Linked DNA regions of Mus musculus: regions 2, 3, 4 and 5 are each linked to region 1. A link is a contact called in public Hi-C and HiChIP or PLAC-seq data. All regions are on one chromosome and are shown on one strand. Each heading gives the region's core, a stretch centred on a gene start, on an enhancer-like site or on the middle of the called end of the contact. The rest is flanking DNA. Distances are from core to core; before and after follow the strand shown. Region 1 holds the start of Bcor (BCL6 interacting corepressor). Region 2 has its middle 100 kb from the start of Gm26314. Region 3 has its middle 110 kb from the start of Atp6ap2. Region 4 has its middle 29 kb from the start of Gm26314. Region 5 has its middle 73 kb from the start of Gm26314.

What was found. A called contact is a pair of places that touch in the nucleus more often than the background predicts. HiChIP or PLAC-seq counts read pairs in DNA pulled down with a chosen protein or histone mark.
Region 2: a contact with region 1 is called in an H3K4me3 HiChIP or PLAC-seq map of pro-B cells, with 5 times the contacts expected there. The contact joins the enhancer-like site here to the promoter of Bcor in region 1. A contact is called at or near these places in 2 of 15 datasets of contacts at CTCF or cohesin (large pre-B cells and pro-B cells), 6 of 484 Hi-C or Micro-C datasets (the HL-1 cell line, Th1 cells, cerebellum and 3 more), 11 of 115 datasets of contacts at active chromatin or transcription factors (DN3 thymocytes, embryonic forebrain, embryonic limb bud and 7 more) and 1 of 9 other capture datasets (embryonic stem cells).
Region 3: an H3K4me3 HiChIP or PLAC-seq map of pro-B cells shows a contact between it and region 1, with 3 times the contacts expected there. The contact joins the enhancer-like site here to the promoter of Bcor in region 1. A contact is called at or near these places in 2 of 115 datasets of contacts at active chromatin or transcription factors (large pre-B cells and pro-B cells) and 1 of 9 other capture datasets (embryonic stem cells).
Region 4: a contact with region 1 is called in a Hi-C map of cerebellum, with 2.8 times the contacts expected there. The contact joins the enhancer-like site here to the promoter of Bcor in region 1. A contact is called at or near these places in 9 of 484 Hi-C or Micro-C datasets (brown adipocytes, cerebellar granule neurons, cerebellum and 5 more), 14 of 115 datasets of contacts at active chromatin or transcription factors (acute myeloid leukemia, astrocytes, double positive thymocytes and 10 more) and 1 of 9 other capture datasets (pancreatic islet).
Region 5: an H3K4me3 HiChIP or PLAC-seq map of pro-B cells shows a contact between it and region 1, with 2.7 times the contacts expected there. The contact joins the enhancer-like site here to the promoter of Bcor in region 1. A contact is called at or near these places in 1 of 484 Hi-C or Micro-C datasets (cerebral cortex) and 5 of 115 datasets of contacts at active chromatin or transcription factors (acute myeloid leukemia, bone marrow-derived macrophages, embryonic forebrain and 2 more).

What each region holds. Positions count from the first base shown.
Region 1 is chrX:12,077,299-12,082,412 of GRCm38.p6, forward strand. Bcor (BCL6 interacting corepressor) reads right to left here and starts at 3,255. Exons shown (of 15, transcript NM_029510.3): 1 at 2,520-3,255.
Region 2 is chrX:11,746,005-11,751,336 of GRCm38.p6, forward strand. No RefSeq gene overlaps it. Among named protein-coding and RNA genes, the nearest start is that of Gm26314, 100 kb to the right of the region's middle. Within about 2 kb of position 1,962, at least 46 of the 459 cell types and tissues checked have an H3K27ac peak or open chromatin away from gene starts, as enhancers often do. A contact at or near this core is called in muscle stem cells, pancreatic cancer cells and pro-B cells, where this site is marked.
Region 3 is chrX:12,475,462-12,480,979 of GRCm38.p6, forward strand. No RefSeq gene overlaps it. Among named protein-coding and RNA genes, the nearest start is that of Atp6ap2, 110 kb to the right of the region's middle. Within about 2 kb of position 3,835, at least 14 of the 459 cell types and tissues checked have an H3K27ac peak or open chromatin away from gene starts, as enhancers often do.
Region 4 is chrX:11,818,864-11,823,911 of GRCm38.p6, forward strand. No RefSeq gene overlaps it. Among named protein-coding and RNA genes, the nearest start is that of Gm26314, 29 kb to the right of the region's middle. Within about 2 kb of position 3,703, at least 24 of the 459 cell types and tissues checked have an H3K27ac peak or open chromatin away from gene starts, as enhancers often do. A contact at or near this core is called in cerebellar granule neurons, cerebellum and cerebral cortex, where this site is marked.
Region 5 is chrX:11,775,108-11,780,589 of GRCm38.p6, forward strand. No RefSeq gene overlaps it. Among named protein-coding and RNA genes, the nearest start is that of Gm26314, 73 kb to the right of the region's middle. Within about 2 kb of position 1,639, at least 11 of the 459 cell types and tissues checked have an H3K27ac peak or open chromatin away from gene starts, as enhancers often do. A contact at or near this core is called in pro-B cells, where this site is marked.

The DNA.
Region 1 (5,114 bases), core at 2,005-4,504:
AGCGAGTTAAAGACACAGTGGAGGCGGCCGCGAGCAGGAAGAAAGAGCGGGCTGTGGGGACCTCGCGGCGGCGCACGCAACACACGGCCCTGCGAAGTTGTTCTGGCCTGCCCGCTGTCCCTCACTGACCACCCCTCCCCACTTCCCAGCGGCACTCTCCGCAGCAGGGACCGCGGGGGCCCGGGCTGTGTGGGAGGCGGAGGCCAGGCCGGCCCTGCAAAGGGCTGGAAAGAATCGCTAATGAGCTGTGCGGCCCATTGATCCAGAGAACACTTCCTAATTAACTCTCAGTCACCTACTGGTGACAGCGCCTCAAAGGAGAGAGCTGGGGCCGATCGAGCCCCAGTCCAGACCTACCCGCCCAGCGCCTGGTGACCGAAACCCGCGTGATCCCCTAACCACCGCAGGCAATTCGCGTACGTGGTGGTGTACTCCGCACACTAAAGGCCAGCCTCAGATTAAACCTGGACGGCATATTAATCATCCCGGCTCCGCGTAGGTCTACACGACACAATTCAATCCCAAATAAACACCAGAGGCGACACTGCAACCCAGACCAGGTAACTAGTCGGGGATGGAGTGGGAAAGGTCGAGAAGAGAGTATTCCCCCCAAGAGTCCACATATAGGTGTCTCTGAGGTCGACAATTGAAATACCTTCCACACAAGCAATTCTGTTAGCAAAATCCAGTACCGTGTACAGGTCGGTCTCTCCCGGTGGTGGTGTCCGTTTCCAATGCCACAGAAGTGTCAGATGGCTAGAAATACCCAAGTCTGTCTGCTCACCACCCACCACCTTCTGGGGTGGGCTATTTCCTCATTTTTTTTCCTCCCGGTCCATTTTAAAGTATTTTTTTTCCGTCCAAGGAACTAACCTTAGAACCAAATAGCAGTACTCATCCCTAGCATTCTCTCAATAAGGGTGCGCAGGGAGGGGGTTACAGTTAAAACCCCGGTCTGTCTAGTCTAGACGCAACCAGGCAGGACGAATACCTATTTGAGGCGCGCTGGTTTCTTTTTAAGGTTTGTTTTTAAATAAACATAACCCTCCTCCAGTTCCTTCTTCGCTTTTCTATTCCCCCAACCCCCACCCTTTAGACGCCGGCGGCGCGCGTCTTCGCGCGCGGGTATTCAGAGTCTAGCTGGAGGTCGCAGACTTTCTGGAAAAGATTCATTAACAGCAAATTAAGCCTGGCTCGGCCTCGGCCTACAAGGGGACAGGTTCGGTCGTCTTCGGGACGTGGGTACGTGTTCCATTGAGCCGCCGGGCAGCCAGAAGTCCGCCGGGACTACACGTGCCACGAGCCGCCCTACTCCGTTCAGGGCGCTCGGAGGCTCTCTTCGAAAATAGCAGGCTCTCTTCGCCGCAGCCCGCAGCCCCCGAGTTTGTGGCGGCTCCGTAGCGCAGCCTCCCGCCTGCTTCAAGCGCTGGCCCTGTGCCGCCTCGCCCTCCCCGCCTCAGCCGAGGATCGCGCCCGGTGCGCGAGTTCCTCTTCGCCTGGAGCCTCCGCGTCGCCCTCCCTCCGAGTGGGACCAACTTCCCGGGGCCGCAGACTTTCACACGCCCATCGGGGCTTCCCACCAGGCTCCGTACAGCCAAGCGGAGAGCCGAGGGCTCTGCTCGCTCCCCCACGCCGTCCCTAAACAAGCAGTCTACAAGGGCTCCAGGAGGCTCCGAACTTAAAACCTGCCTTGGGACGCCTCCCGAAGGGAAGGGATGGAGGTGGGGGGGGTCGAATTAGAATCTTAAAAGAACATTTACAAAACAATGCATCTGACCTGACGGGTCGCCGGACTGGCCCATTCCGAATCTCCGGCTCTCCGCTGTTTCCTAGTAGGCCCCCCCCCCCGCCCCCGTTATTCCACGTGATTCACGCTTTGGGGCAAGCCAAGGAAAAACCCGGGACTCCCCTCCGGAGTTGAGCGACGACGGCAGGTCGAGCTCGGCTCGGTCCGAGGCGCCCGCCGCACACACTAGCGCACGCTCAAGCCGGCGTTCCACTCGGAGGCACCGCCGGGCCCCAGGAGAGGCCAGACGAAGCGGCGGCGGCTGGGGGTTTTTACAGTTCTTTTCCGAGTCGAAAAAGAAAGCAGACGGGAACCCGCCGCCCTCCCCTTCCTGCTAGCGAGGTAACGCCGAGACGAGGTTCCCAGCTTCCAGCCCAGCACCCCCCCCCCCGCCTGACTCCCGACGCTCGGCGACGACCGCGCTCCCGCGCAGACACACAGAGGCTGCAAACTTCCACTCGTTCAACTCCCGATCCTCCCAACCCCTCGGGAGGCGGCAGGTCCTCCGTCGAGTCCCTCCCTCCCTGGTGCCCATGCGGGGGCCGCTTAGGTTGGCTGCATTTTTAATAACTTGCAGCTCTGATGTAAAACCGAAAGCGAGCAAGGTAGCTAAGCCTCCCAACGGGGGTCTACCGAAGTCGGAGGAGAAACCCTCGGAGGGAGGAGGTCGGCTGCAGTCCCCGGCGCGCCAGCCCGCCCGCGGCCCCCGGGGAAAGGTGTTCCGGGCACTGACCTGAAATCCCCAGTCGGGAAGTAGGCAGGGAGCCCTGCGATCCGGCGCTTTGAAGTTTTCCCCGGAGCGGAGTCCAGGCGGCGAGGAAGATCCGGGGGCGGCTGGCTGGGTGAATGTGTGCGGGGTCGGGAGAGGGCGGCTACGTGAAGGAGCCCGGCCGGGAAAGCGCAGCGAGCAGCAAAGTTTGGCTTCCTCTGGTGCCCGCAGTCCACTCCCAGCGCCGCGCTCGCTCGCCGCCGACTGCAGCCGCTCTGCTGCCCTCGGGGTCGGCCCGGCGGAGGGGTGGGCTCTGGGCCGCGTGGGGGTGGGGCGGGGCGGGGCGGGCTGCGAGCTTCAGGGCAGGTGGCGACGGCCCCGCGCGATCCTCTCCTCCCGCAGCTGGCCCGAGCTCTGTCACCCTCAGCAGCTCCCGCGCCGCCGCTGCCGCCCGCGCTCGGGCAAGAGCCCCAGCGCCATGTTGACGGTTCGCCGAGAGCGCCCGCTCGGGCTGGGTGTGTGTGTGAGTGTGTGTGAGCGAGTGTGTTGGCCAAGTCGTCCCTCCGCGGCGACAGCGCGGCTCGGGCTCTCCGCCCGGCGGCTCGCGTGCTCCCCCTCCGCCACCGCCGCCCGCCTCGCTCCCGCTCTCGGTCGTGCTCTGGGTTCCGGCGCGTCTCCCCCTCGGCCGAAGAGCTCGGTCGCCGTTCGGCCCGGAGCGCAGCTCTGCCTCACCTTGCCGCTGGGAGCTCAGGCTCCGTCTGCTGCCGCACGCCGCGATCCCAACGCGTCCCCCCTCCCAGGTTCCCTCCTCTTCCTCCTCCCCCTCCCTCCGCCCGCCCTCCCTCCCTCCCTCCCAACAGCCGCCTCCCCTCCCCCCTCAGGCGCAGCGCTCGAGCGACAGCCGCCCGCCCGCCCGCCGCCGCCGCCGCCTCCAGCTCTCGCAAGTTTGAGATCCCCAGTCTCCGCTCACCCTCCGCTGCGGCGCCTCCGCGGTGGGGTTTCGGGAGGGGGTGATTCCCCAGGAAAGGTTCGCCCGACTTTCCCCGGCCCTCACGGATTCCCAGCCGGGTGCATTGGGGCCTCGCCACATCTGAACCCCAAACCACCTGGGTGGCGGGTCGTGTCCTCGTACCCCCCCCCCAACTCTACCGCCCTCTGTCCTCTCCGTCCCAGCTCCGGCCGAGTTAGCATTCACGCCCAGCCAGGGCTCACGTCCTAGGGTATTGGAGACCGACTCCGCAGCGGCGACGGCTAGGTCGGCCAACAAATCCCCAGCCCCAAGAATGGGGGGCGGCGGGGCGGCGGGGCGGCGGGGGAGGCTTTCCCTGCCGCGCGCCGAGACTCCCCTTGCTACCCAGAAGGCCAGTGGAGGACCGCAATTACCATAAAGCGCCTCGCACTCCTCTCAGCCAAAGCTGTCAAACCCCAGCGGCAGGCGCCACTGCCTCCTCTCGCCACCAGCGCTGCGCTCTCCCGGCCTAGCGTCCCCTCCGAGAGCCAGCCCAGCAGAGCCTGAGTGCGCGTGGGCGTCCACCCCCACCGCACCTCGCCCCTTCTTCCCAGAGGAGCTACTTCCCCTTAAGGCGCTAAGAGCTACGTGAAAACACCACCACCCGCAACAGTGGCAGTTCCGCGCCCTTGCTCCCCGGACATTTCAATTGTGTGGGAATTGTGTTGAGGTGGGGGGCTGCTCTTGGGGACACAAGGGGGTGGGAGGACCATAAAGGGACCTGGGATGAGCCTGAGTTTCTCCCAGTTCTTAAGCATTTCACAGTCCGGACCTCCGATGGCTGGAAGGTCTGCCCTCGTCTCTCACCTCGGCCTCGTGAGAGTATCTCCCGCGTTTTATTTTACTTGGCCGGGAACAACTTTTGGCTTCACCGTTCAGCCCATAAATTTTCACTCGGTAACGTCGTGCAGATCAAGGCTCGGCGGCAGTGTACAGCCTGCGCCCGCAGCAGTTCAATCCAATTGACACGTATCGAGCTTCTCCTACGCACCAGGAGCAGCTCTGGGCGCCAGGGGGGGATGGGGGGCGGGGAAGGGCAGGCAAGCGAAAGGGGGAAGCCGAGAAGCGAGGTTCAGGCCTCCCCGGAATGCAGAGCCTCAAGGACGAACACCGCTCCAGTTTGAAAAGCTGGCGGGAAGGGAAGTCAAGGCACACAGGCTGGGAGCCCTGACACCGAGGCCAAAAGGTTACCCCATTCGGTGCTTCTACGGGGTCTTTCGATTCTGGGACGGGCTGGAGTATGTCTTCTGCCTAGGGACAGGGTGGTGCAGGCTTGATGAGAACCTAAGTCCGAAATGGAAGTGGCTAGTAACCCCACTCGGAAAGTTTTTAAATATCCTGGAGCGTCTACACGCCAACAATGAATTAAAAGCATCTCAAGTTGATTATTAAGTCAAGGTCAAGACCAAAAAATCTCATCTCTAGCTAGAAGATATTTTTCCTTTTAAAAATGACACCCACTACTGACTTTGTGACTGATATTAGGTGCAATTTTATTCATTCTGTTTTAGTTCTCAGCATAGTTATAAAAACAGCCCTTCTCAAAGCAGAAGTGAAACATCTCTACCGTTTGAAACCCGAAACTTTGAACAGAATTAAATCTTCATGCT
Region 2 (5,332 bases), core at 712-3,211, 330 kb before region 1:
GGACGTGGTCCTCCAAACTGGGAAGAAAGATCAACCTTTGATCATCTGCCAAGAGCTGCCATTGTGGTCTTTGTTTTCCCACACCCAGGGGGTGTAACTAGGGATGAAAACAGCCCTACTTGCTTTGTTTGTTGGTCGCCACTGCCACTGAATGCTATCCTGTAATCCCCTTTACCCTGCCACCCAAGTGGCTCACACCCAGGAATTTTAATTGACCTGGATTTAGAAATTTTGTTAACAATGAGTCATAGGAGAACAACAGCAGCAGAGGGTGGATTTAAATACTCAAAACTGTTAGATGGGGCAGTCAAGTCCCCAGAAAGCTGCTCAGTGGGAGCCAAAGGGAAGGTGGCATCCCCAGGCTGAGCAACAATCTTCATGTCCCAGAAAACAGAAAATGGCTATTCCCCGCTTATCTCAGAACAAAGCAACGTCCCAATGTTTAGTCTTAAAATGGACCCCCTCCTTCCCTAACCATGCCCACCACCTGGCAACACCATGCATTTGTGATGCCTTGGCTCCGGGTAGCCAGGCCTCTGTTTGGCCTCAGCTGCATTAAGTCTAGTTAGTTGATGGTCATCTTGTGAAACTAGGAAGGCAGGCAGGCAGCATTGCCTCTGTTTTATGGACAAAGCAGCTGAGGCCTCCAAAAGGTGACTGTCTAGGGCACTAATGTGTTCACATAGGGCCTCCCCATTTTCAGCCTTCAACCACTATTCCAACCTGTTAGCACATCAGAATGCCCCTACAGGAGCAGTCGCCACACCAGGTTACTCGGGTTCTGGTTCACTGGAGCCAACACTTAGATTTTTAACCTGGTAATGAGGCTATGGAGTTGGTGACCACAGGTTTCATACTGAGAGCTACTGGCCAAAAACTTCTGTCCCACATTACCCATTCCTGACTACTTCAGCAGCCCTGGATGAACAGATGTGGGTCTCCCCCCCCCCCCACACACACACCCAAAGAACCAGTCAATGACAGTATATCTGAAAGGATAGTGATGACAGCTTGCAACTGCAGGGTCAATCACGTGAATGTGAGGGTCTTGGGCAAGACAGAGCTAGCCCAGGTTTAAGGTTTGAGCACGTGGGGTTAATTCAAATTCCCTTCTGGGAAGTCGGGTGTCTGGGGAAGGAGGAAGGTGGAGTGATTGCTTATCCACAGACTCATCAAGGTCTTGACTGTGTTAAAACCCAATCATTACTTCCAGGTAGTAATGTGTTTTAGGCAATGTCTTCTGCTTCTGCTCAGTAATGCATGAGTCTCAGAGCCGTGGCCAGAGAAATGGCGAGCCGTCGTCTATTGAGCGAGTGATAATGGAATCCAGGAGGTGGAAATTACAAGTCGAAAAGTAAAATCGATGCCCTGGCTGTGAAATGACTGAAGGCCTGGTGAGGAGCTCTGTGGATGTGGGTCCCCTGCTTGCTCCAAAAGGGCCTCTAAGACACTTGGCAGTTCAGAAGTTTCTTGTGGGCAGGGAGCATATTTTAATCATGGGTAATCATATGATGTCAGGCTGGAACAGGCCTTAGAGAGCTTCCAGCCTTGGAATGGCAAATTGGTTTCATTTTGGTGCCAGCTCCAATCGGTTAGTGATGGCTGCTTGGAGCGCTGGACTGAGAAGGGTTCTGCATCTCTTGGCTCCCACCACCATCAACTAGCTGTGCTTACCACAGGCGGGGTGGCAGGGAGGCAGCACTCTGCTCTAATTAGCCAACCCTGATGTAGTTCCACCTGCCCTGCTGAACACGAGGCAAGGACTGGTTCACTGCACAGTGTCCCTGGTCATACCTCAGTGTCTTCCTGTCTCCTAACAGGGTGTTCCTGTTTTCTACTAAGCTAGGGGGTCCATAAAAGTAGTCAAGGGTCTGTGAACTTGATGGGGGTGGGGTGAGACAGAAAATGTGTCATCAGTATAACTAACCTCTAACTGAAAACAAGCACTTCCTTCCATTTCATGGCACAGTGTTTGGTTCCTCCTGTGACTGTCACCAGCAGAAACCACAGCTATCCTTGGATCCCTTGGGAGTTGGTATCTTTAAAGATTGCATCTGCACCTCACTAGTGTGAAACAATGGTAGTCATTAGATCTGCCACTAAATCCTGTTCTTTAATGTGTTAATGAAAAACCACATCTATTACTGCCCCACAAAGTTGCTTTTGAATATTTGGATAGCTACATTTCAATCTAATTGGTCTCCTCTGTAATCCTGTTTTGTGCATTGGAAATCCACCAGTCTGTGAAGGGATCCACAGGCCTCCTTGGGTGCTAAAGAGATGCACAACCAACCAACCGTTAGAAGCACAACTCTCCCTTCCCCAGGTGTGTCAGGCTCTGCCCAGCACAGGCTTCAGGTAGAGAAGAAGATAAGGGCGCCAAGGCTGGCCTTTGCTACTTTGGATTCATTGCTGGGATTTGGTGGCAGCTGGCAGCTGAGACAGTGAGAATTGGCTGCTCTCCACTCTGAAGAGGCAGCTGACCTCGGGGGCTCCCTGGGCTCAGATGCCCAGACGGTGACAGCTCTGGCCCCATTCCAGGCCTCCCTGGTTTGGCCTTCCACAGCAATGGTCAGTCTGGGTCACAAATATAACAGCAGTGCAATGTTTGACTTGGGCCTTTTTTCTCCTATAGCAGCCCAACCCTGGGCCTCTGTCCCCACCAGGACTATGGAAGGCTGCACATCCACAGGTTATCTTTGTTCCCAGCCCTGCAAGCTTACCGATACAGCCCAATGTTGGCTCTAGCTGCAGGGCTCGAGACAAAGACTACCTGTGGATGTTTTGGTTTCATTTCCAAAACTACATGGATTCTCCTGCCATCAGAGATGCAGATAGATGCAGCATTACAGGCTATTAGGCCTAGACACCATCTCCAAAACTCATCTCTTTTCCCATCTTTTACCCCCATTTTCACTTTGCAAACCAAGACACTGGCTGAAAGAGGGACCATGCCCTTCTCATGTGGCACAGACATAGGTCTAGAATCCACAGCTCCAAACCATCAGGCCAGTCCTTTCCCCAGTACTGTGCAGTCAAAGTCACCATCTTATGAAATGGAGGGATCACACTGTGGCTACCCATTTTCAGCAACCTTTGCACACACCACACTGATGCTCTGTGGCTTGTGGAGCTAGAAAGGCTGTGACAAAATTCACTTAAAGACTCTGAGAAATTCTGGAAAGGGGTTGGGGTAAAGAGTGGACCTCCTTTATTTCCTAGCAGCATCACCAACAGTGCCCAAGGGTGCTTTCCAGATGGAGCCTGCCCCACCCTGAGGCAACTTCCCTACTGCATTTGAAGTCTACAAGCCTGCCTGAGATACAAGGTCCTTCAGTTAGTCCTCATATGCAAAAGTGTATTTCTTGCTCACATCCCATTCCTAGCAGCAATTCTAAAAACAGCCTACCCCAAGATAATTCATTAATCTAAACTTCAGATTTCTTCTATCTCTTAGAAATGGCACTACCAACTTCAACAGGTGACTTGCAAGGTCAAAAGAGAATGGAAAGAAGAAATGGAGGGACCTGAAATGGGAGAAGTTATGATTCAACATCACTTCTATTCACTTTCCATAGGCTACAGCTATGTCACATGGCCCCAACCTAACTTCAAAGAATCCTGGGAAATGTACTCTTAGAAACTCAATAGGATAAGCAGATGGCTGGAATGAAAACAGAATGTCCCTGCTCCAGAATTCAGTGCTACACTATTATCCTAGTAAAAAGTCTTTGGGTTGAGCTGGGTGTGGTGGCACATACCTATAATTCCAGCACTAAAGAAGCAGAGGCAGGTGGATCTCTGTGAATTTGAGGCCATCTTGGTCTATATATTGAGTATCAGGTCAGCTAGGGAGACCCTGTCTTTTTTATGGGGGGGGGCATTTTGAGACAGGGTTTCTCTGTGTAGTCCTGGCTGTCCTGGAACTCACTCTGTAGACCAGGCTGGCCTCAAACTCAGAAATCCTCCTGCCTCTGCCTCCTAAGTGCTGGGATTAAAGGCATGTGCCCCACTGCCTGGTGGGAGACCCTGTCTTAAAAAACAAACAAACAAAAAAAAAGCAAAACAAAAAAACTTTTGGTTTCATATGAAAAACTAGTTTATGTGATATGGTAAACTTTTGGAAAGATATAATTAAAAGGTTTCTGGGCAGCTCCAAAAAGCTAACGGGAAGTCACCTAAGCAGGTTTGGGAAGATCGAGATGACTAATCTTCTTGGCTTGATTCATCCATTCAATAAATATTATTGAGCCCTACAGTAGCAGACCTCTTTCTATGTTGTGGTTGTGTTGCTATCCCCAAATCCCTCACAGAAACTAATGAAGAGAGAGCTAAGGCTTCTTCTCCTGGTCCCCACTTCCAGAGTCTAGTCCATGATGACAGAAACGCATAGCCAACTTTGTGGTATTGGAAGTACATGGCTTAGGCTCCTTACATCACTGTGGGAGACAAAGACAAGAGAGCTAGCCTGGAACCAGAGCCCTCCCTCCAAACAGGAGTCCCTGTGGCTCACCACAGTTCCTGAGCTGAGCATATCTGAAGAAAGGTTGCAGTGGGCATTTGTTACATGTCCTCTCGGTAACTGGCCGCTGTCAGAGGTTGCGACTCCAGCACTGGCCAGGCGTGCTTGTAAGCCCAGCACTTGAGAGGTAGAGGTGGTCAGATAGCAGATTAGGCCAGCGTACGCTTTATAAAGAGGCTTTATCTCAAGAGAACAATGAAACATTTATACTCAAGAAAAAAAATGACAAACTTTTCACTATGACCTACAAGACCTTTACAGCCTGGCCCTGCCTGCTAACCGGACCCCATATCAACCTTCTCTACAAATGGGGCCCTCTGATCCTACCACACCAGCTTTTTCATTGAACTCTCGAAATGTAGTCCAATCCCAAGACTTTTACACTAGCTTGTCTATCCACCCGACCACTCCTCCCTGCTCCCATCTGCTTCATCTTGTCTAGGTCTCTACTCGAAACCTTGTCCCAAGCAGGTTCAGAAATACTTATAATGCTAGCCACCTGGAAGGCTGAGGCAGGAAGAGCTTGAGTTTGAGGCTAATGTGGCCATCATAGTGAGACCCTAGATTAAAACAAAGGGGAGATGCGGTGAGATGGCTCAGAGGTTATGACCAGATGCTAAAACCAGGATTCCATCTCTAGCATCTACATGGTGGTTCACAACCATTGGTAACTCCTCTTCCAGGGGATCCAATGATCTGTTTTGGTATCCTCTGGTGCTACCTGCAGGTGGCTCAACAATATACATGCAGGTAAAACACTTATACATATGAAAATTTTAAAAATTGATTCGCAAGACCCTATTTCTAAGA
Region 3 (5,518 bases), core at 2,585-5,084, 400 kb after region 1:
ATACGTGCTGAATAGCATGAATGGTTCCAAGGTTGCTTTCATTAAGTGTCACGAAGCCCCTCTATTGGACTTAGCTTGTCCGTCCACACTGGATCACAAGATGCTACCTCTTTCCCTGAAACCATTTATTAGGGTGTGGGTTCCCCAAATGTCTCTCGTAATGTTCTGTGTTTGAACAATTGGTTTCCAGCTGGTGGCATTGCTTTGGAAGGTTCTGGAATCTTTAAGAACAGAGCATCTTGTTGGAAGATGTGGCTCTCCAGGAATGGCTTGGGAATCTTTATAGTCCAGCCCTATACCCTGTTCAGACTTTGCTTCCTGGTTGTGGGTTCAGTGTAACCAGCACCTCTGTGTTCCTGGTGCCATGCCTTCCCCACAGTGAGGGATTGTATCCCCTCAAACTAGAAGCCAAACAAACTCTTTCCTTCAGTTGCTTCTTGCGGGGGTATTTGGTCAGAGCAATGAGAAAAGTTGCTAATATAGTTGGATTTGAATGGAAATAGTTGCCTCTGAGTTGGGAATGGAGCCCCCTCTCTTACGGCTGTTGTGAACTGGATTTGGGTTCTTTTAGCAGGCTAGGGGATGGGAAATCCGTCTCTTTTGCCCTCCCAACCCCCTCCAAAATCTCAGGCTCCTTCATGCTCCACTCAGATCGCTGTTAACTCTGCCTGAGGCTGCTGGGGTTTGCCCTCTTCTTTCTGCGTCAGCAGTAAGCATTGTGGCTTTTGAGGAAATTTATCTTCATCATTTCTGCAAAGTATGAAATGAGTACCCTTCGCTTCAGTTAGGCCCATTTCATGGATGGACACACTAAGTGTTTTTGAAATGAGCCTAGGAGAAGGTTAATGGAGGAGAGCTAGTGACAAGACAAGCCGTTAGTGCTCTACTGCGTGTCTCTCTCCCTCCTTCTTATTCATTACTCCACCCCACCCCAGCTTAATTGATAGGCCAATTATTGAGTATGTGGCCAGGCTGGGGGCCAGGAAGCTGCGTATAGCTTGCAGATCTTGCCTTTTCTACCTGGATTAGTCTGCCGGCAGCCATCAGATACAGGCGTCTTCCAGTGACAAGGGAGTGATGGATTTCCCCCATTACTTACTCTCAATGCTTTTGTTAGTTTGCATTTTATGCAGTCTTATGTAATGGAAAAGAATTCTGCAAGGCAGGCACACTGGGCAAGGCCACTGCACAGAAACTGCATTCCTTACACACCTGCAGCCACCCTGCTGGAGCCCATCTGTGTTCTGCTGGTGACATTCACGGCCCTTCCAGATGATAAGAGAGCACAGGCAAGGGGGATGCTGGCCTCCATGGAGGCCTCTCTGCCTGGGTGTTTGGACCACTGGCTTTTAAAGAAGAAGAATAGCAAGGTCTTTAAGGGAAAAAAAGCAAGAGAAGGGATGAAGGAAATGAATGCAATCCAAAGATGTCTGAACGCATAGGAAAGGTTGCTCAGCAACTGAGCATCCAGCTAGTGCATTGTGGGTAGCACTGCCCCTCCTGAGGTGCAGTAAGGTGCAAATGAGGACACTAAGTTCTAATCAATTTGTGGAGTAAGTGGAACTGTACAGGCCACTGATGGATGTATGGCTGATGCAGTAACAACGGAGCCAGAGCAGAGGCTAGCTCTGTGACCTGCTCAAGGAATCCCACTCTTAGATAAAAATACCCATAGTGAGCACATGTGTGTTCCTCCCCAAACAGGAGAAGTGTTCTCCTTTATGGCACTACTCACAGCAAAGCATATTAGTCCACAGCTGTAAACCCAGCACTCAGGAGGGTTACTACAAGTTAAAGGCCAGCCAAGGGTATAGAGTGAGACTTGGTCTCAAAAACAAGCACAGTCCTATGCACATTAATCCAACTTTGATATGAGCATCCCACAATCATAAGAATAGAATAGGTAAATGAGTTGTGCTGTCGTTATGCTACACACAGACACACACACAAAAAAGACAGACTGACTTGAGATGACTAAGTGGGTAAGGTGTTTTCCACTAAGCATGATGATATGAGTTCTAATCCCACCACCCATGGAAGGAAGGCACACAGCAGTGCAAGCCTAGGCCTGAGGAGGAGGAGGATACCTCAGACTCACTACCCAGCAAATCTAGCCCAATTGATGAGGCCCAGATTCCATGAGAGACCTTGTTCCCAAATAAGGTGGAGAATAATTGAAGAAGACACCCAATGTCAACCTCTGGCCTCTACAAGCACATGCATAAGGACGTGAACACACACATATATACACACATACACAGAAAGGGCAGACTGCCTTTAAATACAATAGTATGGAACTTCCACATATGTTAATATGGAGGAAAAAATACAAGCACAGAAGTACCTGAGATGCTATCTCACTTATACGAAGCTTAAGGCTCAAATAATCCGTGGTGGCAGAAACTGGGAAAAAATGATGGCTTACTGACTGATTTTTTCACCACCTACTGTCTGGGCCTCCTAGTCTTGAAGGTGCAACAGAGCAGGTTCCTTTTGAGGAAGAAGACTCGTTTCCCCACCTTCTACCAGCTTCTCCTCATTTTTCTGACCATCTCTAGCATCCACAGGCTTGTAGATACATCTCCTTTCTCTCATCTTCATGCTCTATCTCTCACACAAGTCTGTCTATGTAGACAAATACAAGAATGTTGTAAATATTTAACATTAATGGGGGGGGGGGTTCTACCCCGCCTTTGATCATTCAGTTCCCAGATAAAAGACAAAAACTTTTAAAAAATGATTATTAGATATTTTCTTTATATACATTTCAAATGCTATCCTGAAAGTTCCCTATACCCTCCCCCTGCCTTGCTCCCGTACCCACCCACTCCCACTTCTTGGCCCTGGCAATTTCCCTGTGCATATAAAGTTTGCAATACCAAGGGGCCTCTCTTCCCAATGATGACTAGGCCATCTTCTGCTACATATGCAGCTAGAGACACGAGCTCTGGGGAATACTGGTTAGTTTATATTGTTGTTCCTCCTATAGGATTGCAGATCCCTTCAGCTCCTTGGATACTTTCTCTAGCTTCTCCATTGGGGGCCCTGTGATCCATCCAATAGCTGACTGTGAGCATCCACTTCTGTATTTGCCAGGCACTGGCATAGCCTCATATGAGACAGCTATACCAGGGTCCCTTTAGCAAAATCTTGCTGGCATATGCAATAGTGTCTGGGGCAAAAACTTTTATATTTATAATAATCCTTAATCAGCACCAGAGCTGAGCAGATATCTACTCTCTATGATATTATGTCTACTTCCCTGCCAATAACCCCATGATATGACTTGCCATGTTGTGGTGGTTTGAATATGCTTGGCCCAAGGAATGGCACTATTACGGCACATATTCTTCCTGGGCTGCCCTCATAGCCAGTTCTCATGATCCCTTACCCCATTGCATCTTCTCCTCTCTCCGCCTTCTCCCTCTTCACCTTTGTGGTCCTGCCTCAAACCCCAAGCCTGGGAACTGGAATTCTACCTACCTCTCTTCTGCCCAGCTATAGGCTGTAGATATCTTTATTCAACCAATAGTTTTAAATTTAGAAACAAGGTTACATAGCATTACTTGGTGTACATAAAAATTCCCTCATCCCTGAGGCAACTAAATCTTATAGGCCAGTATTTAGCATTACAATACACAGCAAAAGAGCAAACCTCAACACAAGGACCCCGGCTATATTGGCCCCTAGTAGTCGTATGTTAGCTTGATGATTTCCATAAAGATCCTATCTTCAGATAAAGTCACTTTTCTATATACTAAGAGTTTAGAGTTGGACACAGATTTGGGGGCAGAGGGGACAAGGAAAAGCACTCTACCTTTTACACTCTGCTCACCCACTGTATCTGAACACACCTGCTGGAGTGAGCAGTCGCTTGTCAAGAAGACTGCCTGTTTCTATGCAGGAAGTGGAGTTGCAGGTGGCCGGGAGAAGATTAAAGCCCATCTGCCCCGACCCTCCACTTCCAAGAATGAGAAAGGAGAAGCTACAGAAGCGCAGGTGCAGGAGCCATTCTGAGGCCACCCAGGGCCCCCAGCTTTTGCGGTGCCAATTTCATAGCACATGGCAAAAGGCAGAGGCTGTAAGCTGGGGCCTTCATGACCGTAGGCAGAATAGACTTAAGATGATAAACAAGCTTCTTTTCAATTACTTCCATCATACGGGAATTTGCATTTTGTTTTCTTGGTTTTGGCATGGTCTCCCTATATAGCTTTGACTGGTCAGGTATTCACTATGTAGACCAGGCTAGCCTTTCAGTAATTCTCTTGACTCAGTCATCCAATTGCTGGCATTACAGGTGTGCACATGCTGGACTAAAGATACAGTATTTTTTTTCCAGTGCAAAGAAGGCAGAAGGGGTCACAGTGAAACACACATTTCCTCCACACTATGCCAAAGTCCTGTTAGCCTATGTCCCTCAGATTTTCCCAAACATATTGATCATATCTACATACTGTTTTGCTTTGTGGTGCTGAAAATACAACCAGGGTTGGGCCACACATACGTGCTGTGTGTGTGTGTGTGAGAGAGAGAGAGAGAGAGAGAGAGAGAGAGCTCATGGGAACTCCATTTGTGCTAGGCATCCATCTTGGTACCAAATAACCATTTATCTGTGATTTGGGTCCCTGAGAGATTAAGTTCCCAGCAACCCTGAGCCCACCCACCCCTGAAATGTGCATCTGTCGTCATCTGCTCTGTGATGATGACTAACTGCTGTTTGGTTGGTTGGGTTGGGTTGGTTTCCTTTTTAGTTTGTGTAGCTTGCTAAGGCAGATATTCAAGGACTTCTTGTGAGTTTGGCCTTTAAAATTCCTTTCTTCACCCACCTCTTGGTGGAACATATCTGATAGAGCTGTAGCCCTGCTAGCAGTTCTAACAAATTTGGCTAATTACAGTCTGAATTGAGTCTGGGGGGGGGGGTCTTTCCTTCGTGGTCTGAAATTCCACAACATATGTATCTGTATGTGGAAGCTAGAGGTCAGTACTGGATGTCTTCTTCTGGTCCTGTCGGCCTTATAGTCTGCTATTCCTTTTAGTATTATTGTGGGTATCAGTGCTCATGAGAGGGGTGGGAGGTACATGTGTGCCACAGCATGAGTGTGGATGTCAAAGGACAAGTTTGTGGCGTCTGTTCTCTCCTTCCAGAGAGCAAACTCAGGTCACCAGGCCTGTGTTGAATACTTTGACTATTCTTGGCTGTCAGCCTGACTACATCTAGAATTAACTAAAACCCAAGTGGCTGGGCACACCTGTGAGGGATTTTTTTTTCCTTAATTAAATCATTTGAAGTGGGTAGACCTACTTTTTAATTTTCCCTTTTATTAAAAATAGATTTTTTTTCCTCACACAATATATCCTGATTGCAGTTCTCCTCCGAGTTTCTCCCCACACGTCCCCCTCCCATCCAGATCCACCCCCTTTCTCTCTCATTAGAAAAGTAACAGGCAGGCTGGAGAGATGACTCAGCGGTTAAGAGCACTGACTGCTCTTCTAAAGGTCCTGAGTTCAAATCCCATCA
Region 4 (5,048 bases), core at 2,453-4,952, 260 kb before region 1:
CACAACAAGGCCTTTGACAGATGCCCAGCAGAGGTTGGTGACATGCTTTCGAACTCAAATTCCACAACCGTGAGCTATATACATGGTTTTTTTTCTTCATAAATTACCTAGCATAAGGTATTTTGTTATAGTAACAGAAAACAAAGCATGAGAGGGCAAATTTCAATGCACAAACAATTTTTATTTTTTATTACTTATTGAAATAGTGTTTTGTTCTGTAGCCTTGGCTGACCCAGAACTTGCTGTATAGAACAGGCTCATCTCACAGTAGCAACGGTTCTCTTGCCTCTACCTCCCAAATTTCAGACATGTGGGATTACAGACATGTGCAGCCACACCTGGCCACTCAAGGACTCTTTATACCTTTACTGACCACAATTAACAGTGTCTTGCCGGGCAAAGCAAGTCAGACAGCAAAACCCGGGATTTGTGTGAGCAGGGGCTACCCAGGAAATGAGCGCACAGACTTGTGAGCACAACCCAGACTACTGTTAAAACTGCGAAGGGAATATAGGGCTGTCTAGGTATGTTAATGTTCAAAACAGAAAAAAGACAATCTGGTCAAGTAAGTCAGCAACTATATTAGCCAGTGATGACACAAGGTACGCTCAGGCTAAAATCTGAAAGGCTAAAATGTGAAGACCACAAACAGGGAACAGTCTTACATGGAGTCTTTCCACAGAAACCAAAACAGAGCGTGCAGTTCCAGCTCGTGGGGATTGCTGTCAACATTTAGATAAGGAAGCCAGATGCCCTCAGCTCTTCTCCAGTCTGATTCAAGGAGGTGCCCAGCCTCTCTTACCTGTAGTTCTCATGGGCAAACCATGGTCCCCAGGCCCTGACGCATCTTCATTGGAATGACAGAAGTCAGATTTGAAGGGAGAAGGCTCAGCTGTGAGGAAAATGACAGGCAAAAGTGGGACTCCCTCCATAGTATGTCAGCCTTCCTTTCTGTCCTTCTTTAGGAGAGCGGGGCTGGAGGAGAACAGTTGACACTTTCCTCTCATAAGGGACCCCCACCTTTTGTCTGGGAGGAAGTGGGTAGGCATCGTCTTCTCCCTATGACTGGATGAATCAAAACTAGAAGACCATCCTCTGCACTTGGCCTGGTAACAAGGAAAAGTCTGCAGTGGGGATTCAGTCTGTGTCAGTCTCTACTGGGTGACCTTGAGTGGGTCACTGTGTCACCTGTCCATTTTCACATAGAGATGAAACAAGAGCAAGGTACCATGCCCCCAGCCCCTACTGCACTCTGAACCTTGCCTGAGATAACCCAGAACACAAACATGTAGGTGTCGTGATTTCCCCTCCAAAATGGCTGTCCCTCTCAAACCACAAGGGAAGAAGGCATCTAGTATCTATACCAGGGTAATAAGGAAAGGAAGCCATTTTCCAATTGTTTGCTTGTGGGCGTGTGTGTGTGTGTGTGTGTGTGTGTGTGTGTGTGTGTGTTGCTGTTTGTTTGTTTTTGGTCAACTTGAGTTGGCCAACTAGAATTATCTGGGAATCAGAACCTACAATTGAGAAAATATCTCTATCAAATTGCTCGTGAGTAAGTTTCCAGGGCATTGTGCTGATTAATGATGGGGGGAGTCAGTCTAGTGTGGGTGATGCAAACCCTAGAGGTGGTCCTAGGTTCTATACAAAAGCAGGCTGAGCAAGCCATGGGAGGTAAGTTAGTAAGCAGCGCCCCTCCACGGCCTCTGCATCAGCTCCTGCCCTTAAGTTTCTGCTCTACTTGAGTTCCTGCCCTGACTTCCTAGTGGTGGAATTGGATCTGAGAAATGTAAGATGAAATAAATGGTTTCCTCCCCAAGTTGATTTTGGCGATGCCGTTCTAACACAGCAAGAGGAACATTAACTAAGACACCAACCCATGCCTGGGCAGCAAGTCTAATAGTCTGATTTCATCTAAAAGGCAGGTTCATAGGTGCGTGTACACCTTAAATCCAAGCATCTGGAGGGAAGCAGTGGCAGGTGGATCTCTCTGTGAGTTTGAAGCCACCCTGGTCTACATATGAAATTCCAAGCCTGCCAGGGCTGCATAGTGGAAACCCTTTCTAAAAAAGGGACTGGGGACAGGCTCACTGGTTCATGACGATGCATTTTCTTAGTCCTGATGCAAGAGTACCTCATGCCTCCCTGGACTCTTCTCTAAGTCCCTTGAAGTGTCCACCCACCATCGTCTAAGGATGCCCCAGTTACCCTGGAAACTCTATTTCCAGAACTGTGGCAGATGGCCAGGCAGGAGGAAATACTGGTATGCCCTTAAGGTGGGGATGGAGAGCTACCAGCCAAATAGGTGGTTTATGTGGCCATGGCAGCAGACTCTAGGATAGAGCATCCTTGGGAAGCCAACAGCTATGGTTATGCAAACCCTAGCCCATGAAGAGTACCCTAAAAGCACACACACTCCCACTTAACATCCCTTCAGGGTTTGGCAGATCTTACCATTAAACATGCTCTTGTGTTCCCAGCTGACCTGCAGCACACACCTGACTAACTGGATGACACAACCCAGCATGTTTTTACATGCTGACCCGATGAGTGTGTGCATGCCCCTACCTGGCTCTGTAGGTTTATTGCAACTTAATTGGTCTCCCCTCCCCCAGTCCCATTATTTATTTTTACATGCCAGCTACTTGATATTTCCCCTTCGTTCATGAAGTAGCTAGATGCCTCTGCCTTCTGACTATTTATTTTGGAAAGGAGACAAGTAATGACCCAGGCGACTGCTTATGTGTCACCTGACACATGGGGACACTTGGAAGCTCTCTCCTCTCGGTTCTTTGGGTTCTACAGAAGTGAGATCCCTGTAGTTCTTTGTAGGTTCCTTGCCTGCCTGGGTACTAAAATGTGGCCCTTAGTGAATTGGGGGGGGGTCATAGGGGCTTATAGGCACAGGGTTAGAAGAGAGAAAAAGACACTGAGAAATTTCTTCTACCTTTGACGATTGTCCCCATTGCTGCCTTTCTGCAGGTTTGGAAACCTGGACAGAGAGCTTCTCCTCCCAGGGCCAGTGGCCAGATCTGGGCTGAGGGGGAGGTGAGAACCAGGCTGCAGGGAGTGGGGGCAGAGCCGCCAACGCGGCTGCCTTGGCCCCCTGTGTATAAAACTCCCTTTGTATGCAGGTCGCCGGCTGCTCCCCATGCCAGGTGCAGCTGCCAGGATTCTCAATGCGGTTTGAACACAATTTGCCAGTGTTGGTTCAGCCCCGCTGGCTTCCAGTTGGGGGGCCATATGCTGCCTTTAATCTGCCTGTGCGATTCTCACCCATGTCAATAGGCACAGGAGGGTGGGTGGCTCAAATGGCCCAAGAGCTGAGGCTGGCTGGTGCCCTAGCTGCTGCCAGCCAATCGGACTCTCCACACCATCAGCGGGTCCTCCAGGAGACTGTGGCATGGGATGGGGGTGGGAGACAGGCAAAGAGGGCCTGATGGCTGGCAGAAGCCTTGTGTTTGGCCATGGCTGAGAGCCTCTGGGTTGGGCTATCCCCAGGACCATCACTGGCCCTTCCCCTCAGCAGAAATCCCTGCCAAGGAAGTCGGCCAGGGTGGTGCCAGCACGGAGTCCAGACTTCACATTTCCCTCATTCTTTCTTTAATTGGATTTTTGGTCCTGCTGGGCAAAATAAGCTCTCCACCGGCAAAGCACTCTAGCATCCTCTGAACGCATGGTGGTGCCCAGCGGCTCCAGGCAGAATGTCGCCTTCCTCCTGGGCCAAAGCAGTCATTCCTTCTCCCCAGGGACACAAGAAACTTGCACACATATACACATCCCACCATGCTCAACCCACACACCTTCTGCCACTTCCAGGAAACTCAACTTCCCTTGGAGAACTTTATTTTGAGACCTTCTTGGAAAACAGCTAGTCTCAGTTACCTCCCTCCCTCCATCCCAGGTGAGGGTGGGAATATGCAGCCTGGACCGGCCACACTCTGGCTTATGGTCTGGGCTGAGACTGCTCAGTCACCAGACACTGGCCAGGGTTGGGCATGCTCTTGGCCTGAAAGTCAGAGCCTCCTATTGGTCACTGAGCTAAGATTAAAATACCAGGAAGTGTTTGCCACCCTTCCTAGACAAGGCCAGCAAGCAATGTGTCTGTGGAGGGACATGGTGGGGGGAAGGACTGGAGTCTAATTGAGGATGTCATCCAGAGAAGTGGCAGTTTGCTGGCGACACTCAACTTGAGCTGCTTGGGTGCTGTCAAATTTTGAGTTGAGCACTAGGGAAGAAGAGGAGGGTGTGAGGGCAGAATAGGAGAAGGAGAAGAAAGGGGGGAGGAAAGTGAGGAGGATGGGAACGAGGGAGCAGAAGGAAGGGGACTGGAGGGGTAGGGGAAAGGAGGTACTGAAAAGGAGATCAGAGGAAAGCTAGAGAATGGGAAAAGGGGAAGAGAGAAGGAAAAAAGGAAAGGGATGGGAGGGATAGAAAGAAGCAAAGGATGAGGAGAAAAGGGCAAAGTAGGGGAAGAAGACAAAGTGGAGGGGGGCCAGTCTCACCCTTTCCAGAAACATTCCCATACAAGCTGTCTGTCCTATGGACAGGCCAAACGGTGGGCTTCCCAGCCTCAGGTTAGTGTGAAGTAGACTTAAAGGTGTCATTGGCCAAGGCAGCATGGAAAGCCTCTCTTCCTCTGCACTCTTGGGGGACCCCACTCTCACCATCAGCTGCCTTCTTCCAACCCAGTAGACCCGCACTGTTAGAGTCCTCCAGGCCCACCAGGGCAGCCGAAGTCTCTGCTGTTAAGGTCTCCATTGAAATACAGCAGCCCAACGTCACCAGCAGGCCTGAAAGTTGCTGATAGCCAAACACACCACAATACTTCAGAGTCCCTGTTAACAACACCCATTAAATTTTGACAACCTGGTAGTACCACTGAAAATCCTCAGTTTGGGGGCCGTTTGGGGGGGGGAGGCTTGAACACTTCCTGCTGCTTCATCAAAACAAGACTAGTTTAGGTGTCCCTTCCATTTTAAGTCTGAGAGAACCAGGGGGCTGCCTGGTTAATGGAAAGCTAGGTGTTTATTTGCCAGGCCACATCTGAA
Region 5 (5,482 bases), core at 389-2,888, 300 kb before region 1:
AGGTTTTTTTTTTTTTGGTTTGGTTTTCTTGTTTTGTTGTTTTTCAAGACAGGATTTCTCTGTGTAGCCTTAGGTGGCCTCCAACTTGGAGATCCGCCTGCCTTTGCCTCCCAAGCTCTGGGATCAAGTGCACGTGCCACCATGGCCAGGCCCAAGCAGAACTTTGGATAACATTAGAAGTCAGCACAACCCATGCCCTATGGGAAGAAGGAATAAAATGCTTATTACTAAAAAATTAAAAATCATAACTCAGACTGGAGAGATGGCTCAGTCAGTAAAGCAATTGCCTCATAAGCATGAATGAGGGCCTGAGTTGAGATCTCCAGCATCCACGTAAATGCCGGATTGAGCAGCAGAAATCTAGAACCCCAGGACTCTCGGGATGCAAATAAAGGGACCCCTAGAGTCCAATGAGCAGCCAGTTTAGCTGAATGGATAAGCTCCTGAGAGATGCCATCTAAAAATTAATAATAATATGGTGGACAGTGAGTAAGGATGACAGTAGATATTAGCCTGTGACTTGTACATGCACACACATACCCCCCCATACATAGATCATAATTGCACAGGAGGGCCACATCAACAGTACAAGACATGGATTCATAGTTGTTGGACCAGGGTAGGGGCTAATTACAGCGTCGGGTGTTTGCTTGCTTCAGGCAGACTCTCACTCTCATTCTTGGTGGCAGAAGCTGTGCTCACAGATATATTTAGGTTAGCCAAAGCTAACCTCGAACTCATGGCAACCTTCCTGCCTTCCCCCTCCTGAGTGCTGTGATTACAAGTGTGTGATATCATGTTTAGATTAATTATAGTGTTTAATATTCCCGATATTTAATCCATGTTTAATATTTGTAATTTTCCATATAAGGTACATCTTTAAGTGATTTGATTTATTAAAATCCATGTTTTCCTCCATGGTGGGGTGGAGGTTGAGATTGGTTTGGTTTGGAAGATGGAGGGCAGGGTGATTCAAATACAATTCCCTGTAGCTCTTTGTATTTTAGTTCTCTCACCTTCCTCTCTATTGCCCTCTGTAGCCTCAGGACGCAGGCCTATATATTCAGGGACAATTGTTTTCACAAGAAAGCTATCCAGAGCTTCCATTAGCCACTATGCACTTCTATTGATTTATATCTGCCCAGATATATTTAGGGTTTACAAAGATGCACACAGAAGCACAGCATAAAATAAATTGCGAATTAGTAAGAACAGATGAGGCAAAAGAAAAAAATAAGAAAGTAAGATGAAGCCAGAGGGGTGGGGCGGTGATTACCCAAGATGTGTACCACAAAACCCTCTCTACTGGAGGCAGAATGTAAATTTGAGTGAGTCATCCCCCTCCCCCCTGTACCCTAGGTGCTAAAGGAAGGCCAGCCACACTGTGATTTCCAGAATGAGTTATATAAAACCAAAGTGGGCAGTCACGAGAAATATCAATCCACAAAATGGGAAGAACCACCCATATGAAGGAAAAGATACCGTCCATGCTTCTGAACTCAAGCTCCAAGCCATCTCAGGCTCTTAGGGGAGGCAGGGGACAAAGACTTACCATTCGATGGCACTAGAGGTGGAGCTTAAACCCTCCCTTGAGACCAAGGAGCTTGAGAATACAGGAACTAGGAGTCCCCGCCCCTACTCAAACAGCTGCCAGGGAAATTCCCAGGGGCTAGGAACTTTAAGAGTACAGAGTGATGGAGGTGCCATCCTGGTTCTGGGCCATCAGGCAGGGCTGCAATCATTTCTAGTAGAAGAATGTTTTTCTAATTTAAGGCAATGATGACTAAACACCCACCGAAATCGTCTTTTAGAAGTCATTAGTCTTTGATAGCCAGACCTCCTAATGAATCCTCCAGGCTCAGCTAGCGCAAAATATGCTGCAAGGTGACCCAGGTGATTAGTGGCTGGGATTGAAAGCCAAGCTGCAGGTAGTCTGGGAATCCTTACCACAAACAGTGGTTTTTGGATCCAGCACAATTTAACTGTACTTCTTGCTGTCAATAATGAGGTGGAGGCTGTCTGTGGAAGTCATTCCTGGGTGTCATGGCTGATAATAAAAAGAGCCAGCATATATGAAGCCTTTTCTCCATGCTAGGAGTTGTATTTTCTTGGGGGACTCTTATAACGGCACCCTAGTTGTAGCAGAATCCACCATTCCTGTCTTTCAGATGCCTTTACCCGCCAGTGAGATGTAAATCCCTAAAATAAAACACTATCTTCACATGAACACTCCGACCCCTGCCGTACTTGAAGGAAGGTTTGGGTTAGTTAATTATTTTCACTCCTCCTTCAGAGGAAGAGATGGAAATTCAAACAGGTGAATTAACTTGCCTTGGGCCTCAAAGCAAGTGAGGCTCCAAGGTACAAGTCACGGAGGCCTTGTGACCCCAATGGTCCACCCTAGCAGCCAGCCCCAGCTGGATGACTAACAAGTGGCCAGAGGAAGAGGTCTGCTTTGTCTCTTTTTTGGTTTTCTGGTTTTTGTTTTGGTTTCTTTTTTTGTTTTTTGTTTTTTGTTTTGTTTTGTTTTTTTTCTTCATCCTTGGTTGTCCTGGAACTTGCTTTGTAGAGCAGGCTGACCTCAAACTCACAGAGATCTGCCTGCCTCTGCTTCTTGGGTGCTGGGAATTAAAGGCGTGTGCATCACTGTCCAGCATAATGTTTTCTTTTTTCATGTTCAAATCAAATGATAGATTTATTATTTTTTCAATAACCCTGAAAACAGTTAGCATTAGCCCCGTTTTACAGGTGAGAAAACTTCTTACAGACTAATTTCTATACTATAAAAGGAGTGCAGAGTTAGAATTTAAGACCAGGACCAAAAATTTTTTTGCTAGGTAGTGCTGGACAGGGCAGAGGTAGATAGGGATACAAGTTCAGAGATCAATAACACCACAGAGCCAAGACCTATGGCACAAGCCCTAAATCCTAGCTACTCAGGAGGCTGTAGCAGATAGATTGCAAACTCAATTCCAGCCTGGGAAACTTAGAGAGACCCTATCCCAAAAATAAAAAGTGAAGAGAAGGCCAGGGATGGAGCTCGGTCGTGGACGGTTTTGCTCAGTGTATGCAAGGGCCTAATTTCCACAAAATATTACCCAAGTATCAAGCTGGAATGTTCCATTGGACTTTGCTTTCTAGAAGTTTATAAACTAGCAGAGAAGTTGGTTTGTGTGTGTTCCCCCAGAATGCTCATTCTAGCAAGGGAGAGATGGCAAGAGAAGAACTGAGAAGCAGAGGGTGGCAGAGTTCACTAGAGTTGTTGTCTTGGTGACTTGTCTTGTTTGTGAGGAAATGCCTGGCAAAAATCAACTTAAGGAAAGAAGGGTTTTGTTTGGCCTCTTTTGCTGGGGGTACAGTCCATCAGGGACGTGAAGTCACGGCAGCAGGGGCATGAGGTCGTTTGTCTCATTGTGTCTGCAGTAGGGGAGCAGAGAGATGAGCATTGATGCTCAACTAACACTCTCTCTCCCCTCCTCTCTCTCACTCTCTCTTTCTCTCCCCTTTTCATTTGGTCCAGAAACCCCAGCCATTAAATGGTGAGGCCCACATTTAGGATGGATCGTCCTGAATTCATTAACCCAGCCTAAATAGCTCTCCTAGACATGCCCAGAGGTTTGTTTCTGGGTGATTCTAGACCTCATCAAGTTGACAACCAATATTAACTGTCACTGGTGTTTTAACAGAAAGAGATTTAACACATTGAATTACATGTTAACAGCATCTTTTTGGAGGCTATAAAGACATATGTAGACCTTCCAGAAATGAGCTCCAGGGCTGACCCTGTAGGAGAGCTACACTCAGCCACGATCAGAAAAGTGGTGATGTTGAGCTACTACTACTGAGACTGATAGGTTCAGAGGCACAGCCATAAGTGTGGTGTAAGAGTCAAAAAACTGCTGACATCCAGTTTGAGAATGTGGAGTCTGGCTGCTGTGATGGTTCTCACCACCCACAAAGCTAGACCAGAGATGTCCTAATACTTCCAGAGACATTTCCATCTGGACCATCTCGCTTGCATAGAGAAGGCACCAAAGATGCAGAAATATGACCTACCTCATGTCCAACCTGCAAATCTTGAGCAGTCAGAAGTAAAGACCTACTACTGGGGCATATGCGTGCAACCCTACAGCGGGATCTGGGAAAGGTAATTTTTCAATGTTCTTGTGCCTGCTCTATGGGAAATCACATTGATGGTGGTGAGAGCCAAGTACCAATATAGTGGCAGAGCTGCAAAATCCCCCACACTCCTCAGGGGAAAGGCCTGACTTATATCAGTTATCAATTCCCATTGTGTGAGTACTCTCAAGGTGATTGACATGAAGCTACCGGTGTGTTATCAGTGAACATAGAACTGGAAACGACATGTACAACTGACCCTTCCAAGTTAGAACACACCAGGTCCAGAAAGCTACTCCTAATAGAGCCTACCAGCTTATGTCAGAGGCAGTGAGAAGAAAGACAAAGTAAGAGAAGGCCTCTGGATGCCACACTTGTTCTAATAAGTAAAGTAACCACCCCTCTTGTTACCAAACAAGATCTATGTTGTCCACCACTGAAAGCACCAATCACTGAAATGTTTCAGTTGTACAACAAAGATTCACGAGGCAATAATGTTGCAGAGTCAATGTTTGGGAGTATCTAGCGGATACAAAAGCAAGGTGCTCAGGGCATGGGGCAAGGCAATTAAAGTAAGAAGTGAGGTAATGGGAGTTGTGTGCATATACAATCAAACCTGATGGCTCTTTAGAGGACATGGGACACCTACGAAGGCCCAGGAAGTCAGTGGCTTTCACCTGTCCAAGCTAATCAAGGCTACTTGTAAATTGCTGAAAAACAAAACAAAGCCAAAAAAACAAAACAAACAAACAAACAAACAAACAAAAAACCATGCCACCATTCCACAGTAACTGTATATTGGAGGTATTGCCTACAGCAAGGCTGATAGGGGTCCATTTGCTATTTAGCCAATCAACTTCCAAAATTAGTGCTGTGAGCAAGTCACCAGAAACAAGCCAAACTAGAGGCTGCGCTCAGATCTTCCCTCCATTGCCCACTCCTACGAGGCTGAACATCTTCATTATTCCTTTACCGACGAGCACGGAAGCCCTTCGCTCACCTCTAAGACTCTGATCAGGTGATTGGGTGATGGGAGGAACAGAGCCAGTTGAATTAGAACTTGCCCACAGATGGGAGACCCGCTATAGGGCCCTGGCAGATTAAGTTTTCTAGTCTCTATTGTCCCCAAATGCTCACAAGATGGCAACAGGAAGGAGCCAGAGGCCCGTGAGTGACAGAGCAAATGAGGAGATGATTTGCTGTCCAGCTTCAAAAAGCTTGCTCAAAAGGAGAGACTCTTCTGGGCTTGTGTGTGTGTGTGTGTGTGTGTGTGTGTGTGTGTGTGTGTGTGGTGGGAAGGGGAGGTTTGTTTTATATGTAGTTAGAGAAAAACATCCTGAAGTCAGCCACTTGGATCAAAGAA